Linked DNA regions of Mus musculus: regions 1 and 3 are each linked to region 2. The links are chromatin contacts, called in public HiChIP or PLAC-seq maps. All regions are on one chromosome and are shown on one strand. Each heading gives the region's core, a stretch centred on a gene start, on an enhancer-like site or on the middle of the called end of the contact. The rest is flanking DNA. Distances are from core to core; before and after follow the strand shown. Region 1 holds the start of Trim28 (tripartite motif-containing 28). Region 2 overlaps Lig1 (ligase I, DNA, ATP-dependent). Region 3 holds the start of Zfp128 (zinc finger protein 128).

The links. HiChIP or PLAC-seq counts read pairs in DNA pulled down with a chosen protein or histone mark.
Region 1: an H3K27ac HiChIP or PLAC-seq map of embryonic stem cells shows a contact between it and region 2, with 11 read pairs. The contact joins the promoter of Trim28 here to the enhancer-like site in region 2. A contact is called at or near these places in 8 of 39 promoter capture datasets (the 3T3-L1 cell line, the C10 cell line, cranial neural crest and 5 more), 4 of 484 Hi-C or Micro-C datasets (the G1E-ER4 cell line and cerebellum), 7 of 115 datasets of contacts at active chromatin or transcription factors (the 230-238 cell line, the SCID.adh cell line, bone marrow-derived macrophages and 3 more) and 2 of 9 other capture datasets (adipose tissue and liver).
Region 3: a contact with region 2 is called in an H3K27ac HiChIP or PLAC-seq map of embryonic stem cells, with 6 read pairs. The contact joins the promoter of Zfp128 here to the enhancer-like site in region 2. A contact is called at or near these places in 6 of 39 promoter capture datasets (cranial neural crest, erythroid cells, hematopoietic stem and progenitor cells and 2 more), 1 of 115 datasets of contacts at active chromatin or transcription factors (embryonic stem cells) and 2 of 9 other capture datasets (adipose tissue and liver).

The regions. Positions count from the first base shown.
Region 1 is chr7:13,022,225-13,025,936 of GRCm38.p6, reverse strand. It overlaps Trim28 (tripartite motif-containing 28), which reads right to left and starts at 1,785. Exons shown (of 17, transcript NM_011588.3): 1 at 876-1,785; 2 at 521-633; 3 at 161-293. The coding sequence starts at 1,218. It overlaps Gm31649, which reads left to right and starts at 1,348. Exons shown (of 1, transcript XM_006540453.4): 1 at 1,348-2,229. The coding sequence starts at 1,392. The coding sequence ends at 1,937.
Region 2 is chr7:13,296,480-13,300,022 of GRCm38.p6, reverse strand. It overlaps Lig1 (ligase I, DNA, ATP-dependent), which reads right to left. Exons shown (of 29, transcript NM_010715.3): 14 at 3,227-3,303; 15 at 1,195-1,286; 16 at 884-983. Among named protein-coding and RNA genes, the nearest start is that of Lig1, 19 kb to the right of the region's middle. Within about 2 kb of position 2,257, at least 15 of the 459 cell types and tissues checked have an H3K27ac peak or open chromatin away from gene starts, as enhancers often do. A contact at or near this core is called in embryonic stem cells, where this site is marked.
Region 3 is chr7:12,879,770-12,883,574 of GRCm38.p6, reverse strand. It overlaps Zfp128 (zinc finger protein 128), which reads right to left and starts at 2,397. Exons shown (of 4, transcript NM_153802.4): 1 at 2,215-2,397. The coding sequence starts at 2,280.

The DNA of each region.
Region 1 (3,712 bases), core at 536-3,035, 270 kb after region 2:
CTTTCCCTTTCCACCTAAACCTCCAAAGTCTGCTCCTGAAACCCAAGCATTTCTGAGTTCTGTGTCAGGTTCCTGAAAATCCTCTTTGTTCTATCCATCAAGTATGCATTTTAGTCAACCAAGACAGAGGCAGTTCCAACAGCCTACAAATCCAACATACCTGTGGAGCGCACAGTGTGGTCCTTGGTGTATTTCACCCGCTGGTGAGCCTCCACACAGGTCTCACAAAGTGGTTCAGAGCACTCCACACAATAGCTAGTGGCTGGGGCATTATCTTCACAGCTAGTGCAGCACTGTGAGTGATAGAAAGGTGGGGGGTTAGAACAGGCAGACCTAACCCAGCAGACCTGTATTTACTTGCCAGTAAACACAAGCTAAAATTCATACAATGCACTCAAATCTGTGCCGCCCTCCCAGACACTGAGACCGCATAAGGATACAATCCAAACTAGTGAAGATGGTGAGAGGCTCTGGAAAAGGTCACGCTTCCCTCTTCCCCAAGATTTCCCACAGGACATACCTGGTTAGCATCCTGGGAATCAGAAGAGGCCTTACTGCCACTATCACGCATAAAATAATTCTCCACGATGTCTTTGGAGTAGCACTGCTGTTTGCACACTGGACAATCCACCACTGCCAAGATAAAAATGGGAATGCATGCACACCCTCTGATTTCTTGACATCTCCCATCACATTCTGCACCTCGGTGTCCAGACCTGGTAACGGGCATTGGCAGAGGCCAGGACCCGTTCCCCGCCCCCTCTTAAACCAGCAGGCCTACTTAACCCTACCCGGGCCCCCATACTCTCGCACAGGCGCAGTCCCGAGCACGGGCTGCGAGGAGGGGGAGGGGCACCTGGCCACCCAGTACTCACTAGCGCCGTCGCCCGCCGAGCCGCCATCCCCCGAATTATTCGCTGCGGCGGGTGTAGCGGGGCCCAGGCAGGCACTGCAGGCCGAATGTAGACAGGGCAGCAGCCGAGGATCCCGCTCGGGCCGCAGGCGCTCGCGACACACGCCGCAGTGCTCCAGAAGCTCCTGCGCCTCGCCACCGCCCCCCGCAGGGGACGACGCGGCTGCAGAGGCCGCCGCGGCTGAGGAAGCAGCCGGACGCTTCTCACCGCCCGCCGAGCCCTCGCCCGACCCTGGGCTACCAGAGGCCGCCGAGGCGGCCGTCGCGGCCGAGGCCGCTGCAGTCGCTGCCGCCGAGGCCGCCATTCACACGCCGCCGGGGGGGTGGGGGGGCCGCCCAGGGGAGGAGGGGCACGGAGCCCGCTGCGCAGGCGCAAGTGCGCTCGCCGCCAACGGCCAGGCAGCCGCCGATGCCGCGAGGCCGAGCGCCGCCACGCGTCTCCTGGGCCGACGCCCGCCGCGCCCCAGGCGCTGTCGAGATGCGGCCAAGCCGCTGGCTGCGGGCCTCTGTACAGACGACGGCGCCGCCACCAGCGCCGCCTCCTCCCTCGCTTCTGAGACACTCGCGCCGCAAGACTTGCGAACAACCGCCTGACCGCGCGCCGCTCGCAGAAAGAGCCGCGGCCTGGAGGCGGGACAGAAATATCTGGCGCCGACGACGCCGCGCACGCGCGTTGGGCACCGCAGCCTGGGGGCGGGGCGCAGATTACGCACGCGCCAGGGCCCTCCCTTCCACTCGCTGCCGCCCCTCTAGATCCAGAGTAGCAATGCTGCTGGTGAGGAATTCACCCGCAGAGTGCGTGCTTGACGTCTCCCATGCCCACCGCACGGTGCACCCAGGCTGGCAACCCGCGTGCTTGAGCGCGCAGGTCCTGCAGAGCCGAACCTTAGGCCCCGCCTCCTCAGCAGGCGTGGCGACGTCTGCAGCGGCAGCCTGGCCTATAGTCGGGGAAGAGGGGCGGGACAATACAGGGTGGGCGGGGCCACGGCAGAGCAAAGCGCCGGAGCCCAGGTGGAGGGGGTGAGGGGGTCTTTGCCAGGAAGTTCCCGCCGAACGTGGAGGCGGTCTTAACCCAAACTTTCTTATTGTTAAACTCGGGAAGCAGAAAGTTGTCCAAGTCAAACCGCAGATCACAGAGAGATACTGCGAAGCCATTCTGTAAAACTCTGCCCAGTCCTTCGAAAGCCCCTTCTGTGTTAGTCCTCTGCTATACTGATTTTAGTGTGATTTCTTTTTTCTTTTTTTTTGTGTGTGTGTTAGGAGAACTGAACATTTAACGCTAAGGAATTAAAGTTGGATCTGATTGATAAATCTTATCTGAGGGAGAAATAAGACCTGGGGAGGAATCTTGACTGAGGAGCTGGACCTAGGTTGAAGAATCTGATCTAAGGTAGAGGATAGCAGGATCAAGTGCGGCTAAGCGTTTCATCTCAGAAGCAGGATCAATGTGAAAAGGCAACCTGTCCCCCTTCCCAAACACTGCCGTGCTGAGAGTGGATGCCTCTGCAGCCTTGCAGTGCACTGGCAATCCGTTCGCCAGTCTGGATCTGGGCTACAGTGAGTTGTTGCCCGCAAGCAGTTCCAAGGCTCTCAACGGCAAGAGGCTACCCCTTCCGCGCGGAACCAGGTGTTCACCCACGTGGCAGCGGAGAGACGAGGAGTATCCCGCCACTGTCCCGGGTGTGGCCTTTGTTCCCAATCAGGCTGGGGGCCCAAGGCTTTGCCCCGCCCCAGCCTTTGTTCCTTCCTCGGCAGTTCAGCGCTCACCCTTCGGCGGGCCACGCCCCCACCAGACCCAGCCTCTGGACTCTCACTTCCTACCTCAAGAAAGGAGGGTATGATCTGGAAGCTGGCAAAGCAAGCACGGGGTTGGGGGGCGGGGGGAGTGCGGGCTCCCCGTAGAAATATTTGCGGAGTATTTTCACGGACTGCTGGGACTGGACTCACCAGGATAGGGTGCCTGTGAACCACGCCTACCTCAACCCCGGGAGCAGACTTTAGGGTACCAGAGACACAAGGGCAAAGTAAATAAGTGATGGGGCCTGGGAATTTGAATGGGTGGCAGACCGCTTGCTTGCCTAGGCTGTACGAAGCTGTATCCCCACCACACCAGAACCACGGCAAGGGGTGGGAAAGAGCGGTGATGGAGGCCTGTGAGACGGCTCAGGAACACTTGCCACCAAGCCTGACCACATGAGTTTAATCACCAAGACCCCAAAGTACAAGGAAAGAACCAACTCCCTCAGATTGTCCTGACTTCATGCTCAGTCTGAGGCACGTGTGCGCATTCACTACACATGCGATTTAATTTTTTGTTGTTTTTGTTTTGTTTTCAAGGCAGTTTCTTTGTGTAACATCCGTGGCTGTCCGGGAATTCGTTCTGTAGCGTTCTGTAGACTCAGCTAGCCAACTCACAGAGATTCACCTGCCTCTGCCTCCTGAGGGCTGGATTAAATGCTCACACCACCATGCCTGGTGAATTTTTTAAAAATAAAATAATAATTATAGGTATTGGTAGAAGTAACTATCCAGACACTGTCCCCAAACAGGAAAGAAAATTTAGACAGAAGCGAGCTAAGACTCTGAGGTAGGACAGACAGATGCGGTATAATGCAGGTGCTTGTAGAAGAGTATGAGTCCAAGTATAGCCTGTGCTACATAGTGAAGTCAAACTGGATACATACTCCACCACATCAACCAATATAGTAAAATAATAATAATAGTAATATACTATCAGAAAAGGGTTGGAGAGATGGCTTAGAGTCTAGGAGCACTTGCTGCTCTTGCAGAGAGCACTGT
Region 2 (3,543 bases), core at 1,008-3,507:
AACTGCTAAGCCACAACCCCACTCCTTGATTTTATAAGACAGGATCTTGCTACATATTCCAAGTTGGTAGAGAACTTGAGATACCAAGGGTATACTGGGATTTCAAGTGTATACCACCACATCCAGCCCATGAAGGTTCTTTCTATAAACTCCTAACTTGAAAACTCTGTCTACATACAAGTGCAAGAATAGAGATCCCTCAGCCCATGCCTGGGCTCTACTTATCTCTATGACCATGTCCCCAACTCATGTCACCAGGTGTCCTACTCTTAGTCACCACACATCATGCTGATTGTTTTCCTCAGCATGCATCCTCCATTACCCCTTGCTCATGTCCCAGTGACTGTGTCCCACTCAAGGCTATTGCTGACTTATTCAGCTAGCCTGGGACCAGGCAGAGTGGGTTAGACAGAGCTTGGCAGATGGTGGATGCTTCAGAGGCTGAGCCATTGGGAGATCTGTGAGAAACTCATCACTGCTATGTGCCCAGCACCCAGAGAAGTCAGGCGCAGATCAAGTGGGTTGGGGACATTTATGGAACTGCTCACTGTCCCTCTTTCCTCAGGAATGGTCACCAGGTCAGTTAATGGTCCTAGGTCAGCTGCTGGCCAAAGTTATATATGGCTCACTATAAAGCCCTAATCCTCTCTGTGCTGGTAATATCTATTATGAGTAGTCACCAGCCTCTTCTCTGGGTACCTTAGGGCTTTGGCTGGAACTCTGGGCATCTTGTGCCTGCAGTCCTCACATGCTATCTCTGCCTCTCACCGCTCATAACCAAGCATCATATCATCCTGGTCTAGACCGTAATCCCTTGCTATTATGAGTCCCACGTCAGTCCCTCATGTGCTGGTCATTATTCTCCCCCAACCCTGCATCTCACCAGAAGGTCTGCTTCAAGATCATGCCTTGTTCTTCCAACCACATCTTTCTGGCCTCTGCTGTCTTGCCCTTCCCAGCATCCACCACCGCCGTGGGAAATTCTATGAGAAGACCAACCAGCAGCTTAGTAATGAGCAAGACCCCTCAGTAATTCAAAGGTCCAGGGTCACAGAGGGTGATGTATGGCATGTGACAGGGCAAGGAATGAGGTAGGCTGCCCAAGTGCATTCTCAGAAGAGAATGTGGCAATAGATGGGAAAAAGAAACCCTGATAACACAGTGATGGGATAAAAATGGGCCGGAGCTACTCACCTTGGCCAGGGGGTGTGAGGCTCACAGCCTGGGCAAGAGCAGCCAGTACCGACTGCTCAGCTAGGCCAAGGCGCAGCCGCCCGCTTAGGGACCTGAGGATAGGACAGCAGCTGTGAGTTGACTGGCCACTCTCATCTTGCCCACCACAATTTGCCTGCTCCTGTCTCCCAGCCTCCACCTTTTGTGGAACCTCTTCAATATTTAGTCTACAAAGCCTCAAAGGGACCCAAGATGTCATATAATCCCTAAAAGATAAGGATATCAGGGCCAGACAGAGATGGCCATGACCGATGGCCACTGGGAAACAAAGCAGGAATTTCACAGCCAAGAGGGTATAGGCTTGAGGAGGGCAAGTCACAGGCAAAAGGTAAAACAGAACCCGACTCTGCTAGTGGGTGTAACAGTCAAAAATCTGACCCAGCCCAGGCTGGATCGCTACACTGCCTGCACCCCACCTCTATCAGCTGCTACATTCACTCCAGTAGCGACACGCGCGACAGGCCCCAAAAACCTGGGCGCTGTCCCGAGGCGAACCATGGCATCCTGTATAACGAATGCTCCAATGTCCTTGCTTTAGTTGGTAAATGGATCTGGGTGCTTTCCCTTAAGACTGCTTTATTATAAGTGCCTCTATTTGACACACAGCTAAGTTAGATTCCTCACCAGTCCTGGGCAGTCCTTGAGCCGACCAAGGGCTTTGAATTCAGTAAGAATGTTGCCTATTCAGTGACATTCAGAATTGCCTCTAGTATAGTAAGAGAGATAGTGAAAGAAATCAGACATTACTATCTACTACACAGAGTTAGAAATTTCAGGGCAAGCTACATCCATATGCAGGAATTTACCATTATCTAGGAAGTTTGTGATCTAAGGAGAAACCAAAGTAGATACTTACTGAGTTACACCCATACACAGGAATTTACAATGGCGTAGGGGGAAGGTGGACTATACAACAGACTAGAATAGGAACTAAGGCAAGGGCACAAAGCCCTAGCCCCTGACTTCTAAGATAAAGCTGACCTTGGGTGGGGCTGCTTTTGATCCCAGTGGTTAACTTTGAATTTTATTCCAGCTGGTTCCTGACAGTCCTTTGTGTTTGCATTCCTCTGTTTTGTGTAGGAGTCATAAAGGTACCTCACTGGTGTGTCATCTAACTTCCCTATTTTCTTCTGTATAAAAAGTTTGATGCTCTATTTGACACATTACATTCAGATCCACACTCCCGGTTTGTCCCCCATTCTCGCCCATCTGTCCGAGACCCTGATTCCCATGGATTGAGGGGGGCCAACTGGGCCCAGTCCATGGCAATCAGCTCCACTGTATTGAGGATAATAGATCTATCTCACATAGTGGCTGGGAGACTAGATGGGGAGACTAGGTACAGGGCAGAACACACTTCAAGAGAGATCAGTAACTTTCCACTGTCATGACAGCTTATACTGAATGCAGGCAGACATCAATAATCAACCACAAAATTTACCCTTGAACTCAAGGATCCTTCTCTAGGCAGCATCACCAATGGAGAATAGTTAGCCCATGACATGTATGGTTTGATATGAAATGCTCTCCACAGGCTCATACTTTGAATGCTCATCTACAGCTTGGTGATACTATTTGGGGAGGCTGTGAAAACTTCAAGAAATGGGGCCTACCCAATGGAAACAGGTCACTAGGTCACTATTTAAGAGGTTATACAGGTCTTGGTCCTGGTCTTACTCTGCTTCCTTATGTGCTGTGATGTGAGGAGCCTCCCCCACACACTCCTGTTGCCACAAACCCTACCATGCCTTCCCTACCAAGATGGACCCAAACTGTCCAAGTCATGAACTAAAATATTCCTTTCCTCCATCAAGTGGTCTAACCATAGTAATACAAAGGTAACTAAAATGGGCTTCCAATGCAAAGTCAGAACTGGGTCATGTTGTTATTTTTCTCATGAGAGGGCAGTCAGGGTGTGTGCAGTGTCTGCAACTGCCAAGTGCTCATAAGCTAGACCCATATGCCTCCCCACTGTCATGAGCCCCATGCTTACCTGGCAATGTACCTGGCTTCTGAGTGGCGGCAGGCAACAAAAAGGCCCTTGATAATGTCCATCTTCTTGGCCATGGACTAAACAAAGTAGAGAATAGGCAAGGAACCATCAGAGAACATTTTTCAGCTTTGGAAAATCTGCCACTGCCATGATCAACCACCACAACCTGTTGTAGTGTCTTAATCTGAGAGCAATGACAATGAGCCTCTCTCCCTTTGTCCAACAAGCATTAACAAGTGTCCTGACACCCAAGAGATGCTAGGTTCTCCAGAGAAGAACAAAAAGAGACACTGTAAATTGCACAAGCACAAACGAAC
Region 3 (3,805 bases), core at 1,148-3,647, 420 kb after region 2:
TACATTACGATTCACAACAGTAGCAAAATTATAGTCATGAAGTAGCAACAAAATAATTTTGTGGTTGGGGGTCCCCACAGTATGACGAACTGTATTAAAGGGTCACAGCATTGAGAACCACTGCTCTGGACACTTGAATGGCTTCTTGTCACTTTTCAATAAAGGCTGATCACTCTCCCAAAGATATCCAGGTACCTGCTCCTGAAACTTATGAATATTACAATAGTAACATAGACTTTGCCGATATGATAAAGACGACAAAACAGGCACATGTCCTGAGTTATCTGGGTGGCCTCTAAATGCAACCACACATTTAGGAGATAGGCGTGAGACTTGAGAAGTTGGAAAGTAATGTGATCACCTAAGCGAGATGCTACATTGCTGCTCTAAGGCTAGATAAAAGGCCACAAGGCAAGGAGTGCCGGGGCTACAGCTCTTATAGTTGGAAAAGCAGAGAACATCCCCTAGAACTTGGTGGAAGTATGGCTCTGCTTAGTTTAGTGGTGCTCATTTCTGACTTCTCATCTCTAGACTGTGTCCCCCCCACCCTCCCCGCACCTTTTTTTTTTTTTTTAATTCTGAGAGAGGGTCCAGCCTGGCTTTGAATTTATCATCTTCCTGCCTCAGTCACTCATGTTGCTGGATTATATGCATGCGTCACCACTCTTGGCTTACAATGTACATTGTCTTTTGCCACACATTTTGTAAATACTTGCTACAGCAACCACAAGAAACTAATGTACTAGACCTCTAGGGTCTCCTTATTTGGTCCTTGCTCCTGTGGAGGCTAGTCTCCAAAATGGCCCCTTAGTAACCCCCCCTCCCCTCCCCACCCCCGATCTGCATGCAACCATGCTGACTTCTATAACTGATAGGATACTGTGGAAATGACAGCATAAAGTCTGAGCTGAGGTCACAGGTGACAACACAGCTTCTACCTTGCCATCTTCTGGATCACACCACTCTATAGGAAACTTCACTTTACACAGTGAGACCTAAGTGCTTCATAGCAAGGCCTACAAGGAGAAACACTGAGTTCTCCTGCCAACAGCATGTGAATGAACTATCTTGACAGTGGGTCTTCTAGGCTCTGATAAGTCTCAAGTAATAACTGTTGGACTGTCATTTTGAATATAACTTTAAGAGCCTAGGGTAGATCCATAAACTAAGTCACTCTTGATTTCCTACCCCATCAGAAACCATGAAGTAGTGTTTATTTCAGGTCTCACTACGTTTTGTGTGTACTACCTGAAACACGACAACAGATTGATTAAACACACCTCTTTTCCCGCCCGTCTCATCGCTTACTCCTTGACAAACTGTCAGCCTCATGACGGTTACCTGAGACTTGACTGGGGCTGGCGAATCCACCTTCACTATGGCTCATTCATATAGCTGTTGATAGGCCTCAGTTCTCAGTTCTACACTCTGGTCACATTTCATGAAAAACTGAGATGACATGAATCTGATCATTTGCAATCTAAGACTATCATAAGCTTACTTTTCACACCAAATGTAATTAACGCAAATTTCCCCCAAGCAAACCAAATACCCACCTCCTGACCTCCAGAGCATAATTTCAAAGTTGCAGAACTTATGTATGAAATGGTCTTGGCTTCTGCTAGGTGAACTACGGTGAACAGAATAAGCAATTTGTCTACAAGTGCAGACTTTGATGATCAGGAGCTAGACAAACACTGATAGCCACACCTACCAGTTTTCCCAAGGCCCAGAAGGGCGTGACCCTTACTAGTTACTTCTGTTTTCCTAACTTGGTACCTCTGCCCCGTGAAGTTATGCCTTACTTGCAAAATAGGGGTCATGGTGCGGAGGTTCCCTTAAAAGTCGGTTGATTCTGCGCCTTAGGACATGTTTTGAGGACCGTACCCGCAATGTGGTTGCTCTGTAATGCTAGCCAGTCACCTGTCATCTCCGAGAACCGTCTTTCGGGATAAATGGGAGGGCGTTGGCCAGAGTGGGATCGAACCCCTGAGCAGAGCCTGTCAGTCCTCAGGGAAATGACCACCCTCCTCCCCTCCACCCCATGGCACGCAGACAGGAGGCTGAAGCATGCACACAGAGGGAACTAGATTTGGACCCAGGCTCGGAGGCTGAGCCACAGCGCTTGTTTCTCTTGTGGAAAAAGCGCCGCGGGTTACAGGTCACTCTGTCGGGGACAGCAGGACTCGGAGTCCAATCTGTCCTTTTTGTTACCTGAAGTTGTGTTGCTTGCGGCCGCGAGGCCATTGCCACTGTTGCTGCTTTGTCCTGGTGGTCCATTCCAGGCCAACAGGTTAGCCACAGACGTCCAAGGACACCCTAATTTTAAACTCAGCCCCGTCCTGGGGACCACCCGACTGGCCTCCCGCTGGACAATGGCGGCAGCGCCAGGGACACTGAGACTACAATTCCCAGAAGGCCACGCGCCGAGACGCAGCACTTAACCAATGGAAGCTAGCGCCAGCCCAACGTTGACCAATCGGGGAAGGCCTGGCCTCTGGTCTAAGGGAGTGCAACCACTCACAGGTCTTGTTTAAGGATCAGGTCTGGGTACCAGCAGAGGTCAGCTTACATTCCGTTACCTGCGGGTGCGGGCATCACTTGGGCTTCGAGTTGCCTGGAAAATAATCCTCCCGCCCTGACGGCTGAGTTCAGGGCATATATGCATCTGCACCGTGAGTTGGGCGCGCAGCGGCAAGGTCTTGGTGTTAGAATTGGTCAATCTGACCTGCTGCTGGAATTTTTTGTTTTGTTGGTTTTTTTGTTTTGTTTTGTTTTTTGGTTTTTTGGTTTTTCGAGACAGGGTTTCTTCTCTGTATAGCCCTGGCTGTCCTGGAACTCACTTTGTAGACCAGACTGGCCTCGAACTCAGAAATCTGCCTGCCTCTGCCTCCTGAGTGCTGGGATTAAAGGCGTGCACCACCACACCCGGCTGCCCGGCAGGCAGATTTCTGATTCCTGCCCAGTCTGGTGTACAGAGTGAGTTCCAGGACAGCCAGGGCTACAAAACCCTGCCTTGAAAAGGGAAAGAAAGAAGGAAAGAGAGAAAGAGGAAAAGAGAGAAAGGAAGGAAAGAAGGAAGGAAAGAAGGAAGGAAACAATGGGCTTTTGCTAGTTTTCACTAGGTTGATGATGTAATAGAAAAAGACCAAAAATACACTATACCCTTAAAGAGACAGAGACTATCAGGTGTAGAACAGCAGGCTCTGCCCTTCCTCCACTATCCCCACTCCCCAGTACTGGATATTGAACCTAGGTCTTTATGCAAGAGTGGTAAGTGCTCTAATACAGAGCTGCAGTCCAGCAAACAGCAGGTCCTTTTATTCTCATCCTCCCTTCTCTGTCTCTCCCTCCTTTCAGCCTAGTAGTTTCCTTTGTTCTCTCCTGGCATCTTCCTCACCAGTCTGACAATGACAGTAGTGTCATAACTGGTGCTCTGGGTCTGGGCTGGGCATTTCTAGGTTCTTGGCCTCTTTTCCAAAGAATTGAATTTAAGAGCTTACAGAAAAAAAGTAAGATAATGTTATTTGAGTAAAAGTGAAATTACATATTATGTAGGTATGCTATTAAAGATTGACAATGAGTTATGGGAGTGAAGATTCTCAGTGTCCAGATTATTGCTCAGGGCTTCCTTTTATAGGGTTCAGGAGAAGGGGGTGCTGATTACTAGATATGTAGTTTGGGTGGTTCTCTACTCTGATTGATAGAGTAAGTCATATATTCGTTTTCTCTACTGTGCATGTCCTTTTTATAATGCATCTGATTTTAAACATAAGTGTGCCCTTATGTATCAGCATAAGGTAAA